Regions from separate parts of the Bombyx mori genome. Here region 1 is linked to region 2. The links are chromatin contacts, called in public Hi-C maps. All regions are on one chromosome and are shown on one strand. Each heading gives the region's core, a stretch centred on a gene start, on an enhancer-like site or on the middle of the called end of the contact. The rest is flanking DNA. Distances are from core to core; before and after follow the strand shown. Region 1 holds the start of LOC692364 (nuclear hormone receptor FTZ-F1 beta). Region 2 overlaps LOC692364 (nuclear hormone receptor FTZ-F1 beta).

Region 1 (3,700 bases), core at 987-3,486, 43 kb after region 2:
AGATTTCGCCCTAATTCCTCAAGCAAGACGGCATTCACATTGTGATGTCTTTGTTGTCTGTTAATCACTTAAGATCAGGTTGGCCGTGAGCTCGTTCAGTCGTCAAAGCAATAAAAACATAAATAGATTAAGTCGTTGAGTAACCGCTTCCTGAATATTCGTGTGACATTTTTCTCTGTCTGGCGCTATTGGAGCAGTTTGAATTATTTTAAGGCGTTATTCTTCGTGAGATTCGAGCGTGCATTTCTACGCGTGCTCGTACGTTTTATCGCTGTTTCGTCTACACGGGCTTTTTATGATTCCGTAGTGTCCTTGACTACGTAATGTTCGAGGTAAAGGATAATTTCATACACTGCCCACTTGTTACAATATCGTCGTATTGTTTTGTTATTTATATTCGATTCCGTTGGACGATCTTGAAATTATTGGAACACACCTGTTTGTTATTATGACTGTAGCCCATAAACACATCCCATTGAGTTTCTCGCCGGATCTTCTCAGTGGATCGCGTTTTTGGTCCGGTGGTAGATTCTACGAAGCACTGCTCTTGCTCGGACCAGGTTTAGCAACACTACTGGTTTGAGCCTCGAAAGCTCACCTACAAGCCAGGGTGAAGCTGAAATAGCCTTGAGAGGCTCCTCAAGACTATCAGCATAGGTAGAAAAAATAATAAGAGTTTGTGCACTCAGAAACACAATAATACGTATACTTATGACAACTTACACAGAGTCCGTTATTTCGCGACACAAGTGCAAGACAAAGAGCTTCCTAGATACTTAAGTGCATACTTAATGAGCAACTCGCAAATATACGTCGTAATCTATCATCCAAACTATTGAAAAATATTGTTTGAACATTTAAATTATAGCATTTTTAACACGTTTTTATCAACTTGACATTTGATAGTGACATTGAAAAATTGCACACGGATCAAATACATACCGGTCAAAATAAAATAAATGCATTATATTAGTCTGATATTATACACATAACGCTAAATTTTTAATTAGGCTTGTTATAAAAGTGTGTTTTTTAAGCTTTTCAACTATATTTTGTTAGACAGTCTATTTGGAAATCATTGTTTGCCACATTAATGCCATTCTCACCCTGCCACCTAGGACTGAAATCTCAATAACATTCGCACAGGTACAACAGTTGTTACCTGTGACCTTTAAACCAGAGCGGATGATTGCTTCGTGGCAGAAATCAACTGCAAGGCAATTCCACTCATACAAGCACGCAAGATTCTTATAATAATGAACTATTTTATTTCTCTTATGACTGAACGTAACATAAACTATTCAATAATATTAAATAAATGAACGTTATAAACAAGCGATTGTAAATAAGTCATATCCCATTGAACCTTGATTTTAATTCAGACCTTGTTCTCAATAACCGAAATCCTTTTACCGGTGAATGTAATTTTTTTTTAAACATAATTCCGAGGTTTTAACTGAATCAAAAGATATTTCACTGCTACTCGAACTAAACGTGTCAAGTTTTCATATTTCCAAAAAATTAATTACTAATAAAAGAAGATTTTAAAGAGACAACTTTTGTGTACGACTGTCTTAAATGAAAACAAGCGTCGCGACGGCGGCAACGATAGTCCCGACTCGCGAGGGTCGGGGTGTGCACCCTTCGTGTCACGTGACAAACGACCTTCAGGCGGCGCACCGACCTTGAGTGTCGCTCGCCCCGCGCGCGGGTCAGAGGTGAATGCACGCTCGCCAGAGTCCCGCACACCATAGCGCGGCCCCGAAAAGTACTCTAACCGACGCACCTCACCTTGACTACGACACCATGGCCTGAACGCTCCTGGCGCTGCTGTATCAGACTCGAACACCCGGCCGTCGCAAACAGGTAACAGCACGACGCGGCACACCTTTCCCATAAAATACAACCGACAAGTTTATTGACATCGAGTCTCACTAACGATTGCGCAAATGTACGAATGTAACAATCTTTCTAAAGTTCAAAAAGCACGCATTGTCTTGGTTCGCTTAAAAAAACACTGTCCGTTTAAGTTTTAATTGTGTGTTCACTCAAAAAATACTTTTTAACATAAAAACATTGGACACAATACACAAACGCAGGCGCTATGACACTACGTCCTCTAAGCTCCGCAAAACAAAGCGGAATAAGCTGAATAAAGTTGAACTGTTGAACGTTGCGATTGAATGAACATGACATCTAGCTGGTCGTAAAACCTCGAAACAAAGGACATCTAGTGACTATCATACTGACTGCTTCGCATTAAATATTGAAATCGATCCACTGATCAACTAGAGATGGCGCTGTATTGGTTTATAATCCTCCAGATGTTTTTTTTTTGGTGATTTTATGACCTGGTAACTAAGACTTTTAAGTCATGTCTTATTTTAATTTATATTCTTATTTTTACGAAAAATGATAATATGGAGTGAAATGAAATGAAAATGATTAATTTGAGACATTAATCAACTGGGATGAAATTAAATGAAATGAGATGATATGGGATGAAATATAATCTTAGCAAAATGGTGGTCATTTACTAAGATTTTTCAGTGGACTTTTTGGAGGATCCCGAGAAGTTGCGTCCAGCGGCTTTGTTTCATTTTCCCACATTTGTGCACTTTCACAGATATTAAACAGTTAATAAACCACCGTTATTACACATTTAAACCTGAAGAAACACTAAATATACAAAATAAAACAAATCACACAACTTCACTCCTCGCGTTCCCGCCAAAAAGTCCTCCTCCAGATATGACAGACATAGACACAACACTAATTTACGACAACGTAGGTAAAGTCGTGTTCTCTACATACCGCTTTAGACTTTCTTCTTTCTTCTTTTCTATGGAGGGTAGAGGTATTCTTTTCAAATTGAGCTTTTTTTTTTTTTAATCTTTCTAGTAACCTATGTTGCGTCCTTAAGCCTAATGCTACTAATTGTTCCAGATATTTGTTCTATGGAAAACTGAAAACGCTATGGAAACAAGAGATTTAAATGAAGTAGATTTATTTAATATTAATAACAAAAGGAGATTGAATAACATGGAATAGAATAAAATGAATTGAAATTAGATACGATGAAAATAAAATACTAAAAGATACGAATTTCCTGAGACTTCCGAACTCGAGAACTCACGTCCTCTGTCGTAGTTACTCATTTTTTTACTGCTACTTTAAGTGGATAAATGCGATCCACGCTCATTTCTTGCTTTTCGCTGAGCTTAAGCTTAACTAATGTTTGTTGTTTTATTAGATTTTCTTCTTGTTAATGTAAATACAATAATGAATCCGAAAGTAAATTCGTTAAAAACCAATATGTCTGTACTGTTGAAAAAAAGGTAACAATTTTTTTCAACGTTAAGAAATAGCTAATGATATGCAATATGGATTTCAGCATAAAATATCAGAGAGGAAATATAATTTTTACAAAGACTTAGAATATTGAATAATAATATAGCTCACTGAACTAAATCTTTACTATTCTATTTTTATTTAACAAAAAGAGGCAGCACTCGTATTTTTTAATTAATCAGTGATTAAAAAAACAATTACTTAGGTTATAAGAGGTGCTAATTAAGGGAAAGGTCGAATAAAAACTTAAACTACTTTTACGGTTTAATCTTGTTTTTATTGTTATTTATTACACTATCCGCTATCTACGACATTTCGAATATTTTGCAGTTCTCGTTCTCAGTACACT
Region 2 (3,531 bases), core at 38-2,537:
CGCCTGCAATTATCGTTTTTGTCAAAAAAAATACTGATACAAATTTATAGAATTTTGTGTAAATGAGCAATTTTAAAAGCGAACGCGGAATTTTAACGTCATCTAACAGCTTCGGCCTTTAAAACTACCAAAATTCTCCAATTATTACCAAGAACAAGACTTGGCTGTATGGACTAAAGTCCTTTGCCTTTCCATTAGGGATAAATTAATATCACACCATCACATCGTCATCTAACTTATCGAGGGTGGCAACATTACAGGAGACCCATATAATGTTAAAATTTCGAAAGAATACCATAACAAACAACTTGTGCAGCACGTTCAAATTTGAATGGAGTAAGCTTAATTGAAAATCAATTAAAAATATCGAACTGTTGATACCAATACCAAATAAAACGGACCTTTAATTACAAAGATTAATGCCACGTATTAAGTGAAATGTCGCTTAACACAAATAGCCTTTCACCCCTCGATATATATTTTAGCAATAAAACCGTAGATTCCGTACCAGTTAGTAGGCACCTAAGTTGTGTAGTAATAGTCTCAACCAGTCTATTTAAATCTGGTTTAATAGTGCCGGTATAAGTAACGCCATCTATCGCCGATTAGTCGAACGAATATCGAAGGATATAGTAGCACCTAGAACGCTCGGGAAGTACAACGCCATCTATTGTCAGATTGCGGAAAACAATACTAGAGATGTGTGGAATATTCTCGATAAATCTAGGGATGAGGTATCGGCTATGTAGAGATGATGTTGTACTCGAAGCGAAACAGCGAACGGATCACCTGAAGCGAAGCGGAAGAAGCGAATTGAGCGTTTTAAAGTGTTTAAGTGTTCTAAGTGTTGAATACAGTGTTAACTTGTAATTCGGTAGAATTTTATTTATCCCGAACCCCAGCGCGTAACAATAGTCTAAGATTGAAGGCGCGAACACATCGTAATGGTGGCACATTATACATTTACCATAACATGCACTCTTCACTACATAGTATAAAACAAAGTCACTTTCTCTGTCCCTATATAATATGCTTAAATCTTAAAACTACGCAACGGATTTTGATGCGGTTTTTTTTAATAGATAGAGTGATTGATGAAGAAGGTTTATATGTATAATAACATCCATTAAATAGTGGAGAAATCAATAATAAATTACAGTTTCCGAAGCGAAGCGAGGGCGGGTCGCTAGTTTATGTTTATTAAAGTAACTGTAAATACCTAAATATTTAAGTATATGTGACCCGTGCTCCCGCAGTAATGGAAGTTCGTCGCCCCTTACGCTATCACCGCTTTTTTTTATTATAATTTTATTACGTGATGTGAATCATTATCTCCACAACGCGTTCGTACTTACCGACGGAAATTTCGAAGTTTGTTGACTGCTTTAAAAGCGCACTTTTAACTTTGGTACGAATAATGAGCATGTTTTTTCGCTTTTACTAAATACAGAAGTGACTGCTTTATAGTATGTTAAGTAATATAAGAAAGCTAAGGAAAGGTAGATGGCAAACGTCCCAGAGGACGCAGTCCCACGACATGGTCGGACCAAACACGATCTTCTTTAAGCATTAACTTCCACAATGCCCTTCATGAAGCTAAGGATCGCAGCAGATGGAGGAAATAGTACGGGAGAAACTGATGCAGCGGGGGAGTCACGACCCTCAGTAATGGGGAAAACGACGCGAGGAGGAGGAAGTAATATAAACGCTTCCGTAGGTAAGTTGTGTGTTTGGTTATTGAACATTAGGCGGACTATAAATTACATCTGCTAATATCCAACATAGAAAATGACAATATTTAAAAAAAAAAATCGCGCGATTACCTTGGTTCAACATGTACCTGAGAGATAGTTTTTCAGAACAACAAACAAAGATTTTCTGTGAACTGGTTGATTGTTTGTATTCTAGTATTCAATCATGTCAATGATTGTACAGAATATATTCATTATTAAAAAAAGTTTTTGTTTACAACATCCTAATTGTCAAAATGAGAAAACATTATATAAACTACTAACGACCCGCCCTCGCTTCGCTTCGGAAACTGTAATTTATTATTGATTTCTCCACTATTTAATGGATGTTATCTATCTATCTATATATATAAAAATGAATTGCTGTTCGTTAGTCTCGCTAAAACTCGAGAACGGCTGGACCGATTTGGTTAATTTTGGTCTTGAATTATTTGTGGAAGTCCAGAGAAGGTTTAAAAGGTAGATAAATATGAAAAAGCTCGGAATTAAATAAAAATTACAATTTTTATTTTTCCTTTTTGTGTCTGTCCCCCGTCGGACGGATTCCTTTTGTTTGTTTTATGTTCATTTTATACAATAGTTTACGTCTTTTATTTTTCGATTGAGGCACTACGAAGTCTGCCGGGTCAACTAGTTATACATATAAACCTTCCTCTTCAATCACTCTATCTATTAAAAAAACCGCATCAAAATCCGTTGCGTAGTTTTAAAGATTTAAGCATACATAGGGACAGATATAGGGACAAAGAAAGCGACTTTGTTTTATACTATACAGTGATGACGAGTGGGAACATCGCGTTGTCTCTCTCGCACGTAAATATTAATTTAGTGGTCATGCCTCAGGACAGATTTTCGTATGTATTTACTCTATCGTTTTATGACTTTTTATTTTATTGTTGTAATATTAATTATGTACCTAATTAACCTATTAAACACATTATAAAATAATGACATTTTATCCGAGATTAATATTGTTATAGATTAAGAACTTGGGAAGGAGCTTAAATATTGAAATCAATGCTCTTAAATCGATCGATTTGCGGTGTTCAAGGGAAAAAAACAACGGAATATTTTCATACATTATTTATTACATTTTCACTGAAATCGCAACTTCATAACAATCGTATTGTATAATATGAATTCAGATTTTATTTGGACACGATTTTTTTAATTGGTTTTCTTCAAGCCGCACAAATATAAGAGAGAGGAAAACCGTGGTTTGACCAGCCCTGACTTAGATGAAGGATTGCCTGCCTAATTGCCTGCACGTTTTTTTATTTATCATGCCTATTTTATTTATTTAAAAAGCTTTATGCATTTATGCAAATGTTCACGATTGATTCCACGGTGAAGGTGAATAATACCGTGTAATAAAAATCGAACCCGCAAAATTATAAATTACGTTATTACTGGTGGTAGGACCTCTTGAAAGTCCGCACGGGTAGGTACCACCAACCCGCCTATTTCTGCCGTAAAGCAGTAATGCATTTCGGTTTGAAGGGTGGGGTAGCCGCTGTAACTATACCGAGACCTTAGAACTTATATCTCAAGGTGGGTGGCGCATTTACGTTGTAGATGTCTATGGGCTCCAGTAACCACTTAACACCAGGTAAGCTGTGAGCTCATCCACACATCTAGGCAATAAAAATAAAAATTGATACATTGAATAGACTTGTTGCCTAAGGCATTCTAAATCATCAAACAAAATTTGATGCAGAGTCATGCTAGACGTATGTATTTGGTAAATAAATTGAACATATGTATGTACGTAGCTACACAT

The links. Hi-C and Micro-C count contacts between places; a contact is called where the count stands out from the background.
Region 1: a Hi-C map of whole pupa shows a contact between it and region 2, with 2.7 times the contacts expected there. The contact joins the promoter of LOC692364 here to the enhancer-like site in region 2. A contact is called at or near these places in 6 of 7 Hi-C or Micro-C datasets (middle silk gland, midgut, posterior silk gland and 1 more).

Annotation. Positions count from the first base shown.
Region 1 is chr15:3,626,373-3,630,072 of ASM3026992v2, forward strand. LOC692364 (nuclear hormone receptor FTZ-F1 beta) reads right to left here and starts at 2,237. Exons shown (of 17, transcript XM_021349645.3): 1 at 1,787-2,237.
Region 2 is chr15:3,584,569-3,588,099 of ASM3026992v2, forward strand. The region is part of intron 2 of LOC692364 (nuclear hormone receptor FTZ-F1 beta); the gene reads right to left. Among protein-coding and RNA genes, the nearest start is that of LOC119629546, 14 kb to the right of the region's middle. Within about 2 kb of position 1,288, at least 1 of the 8 cell types and tissues checked has open chromatin away from gene starts, as enhancers often do.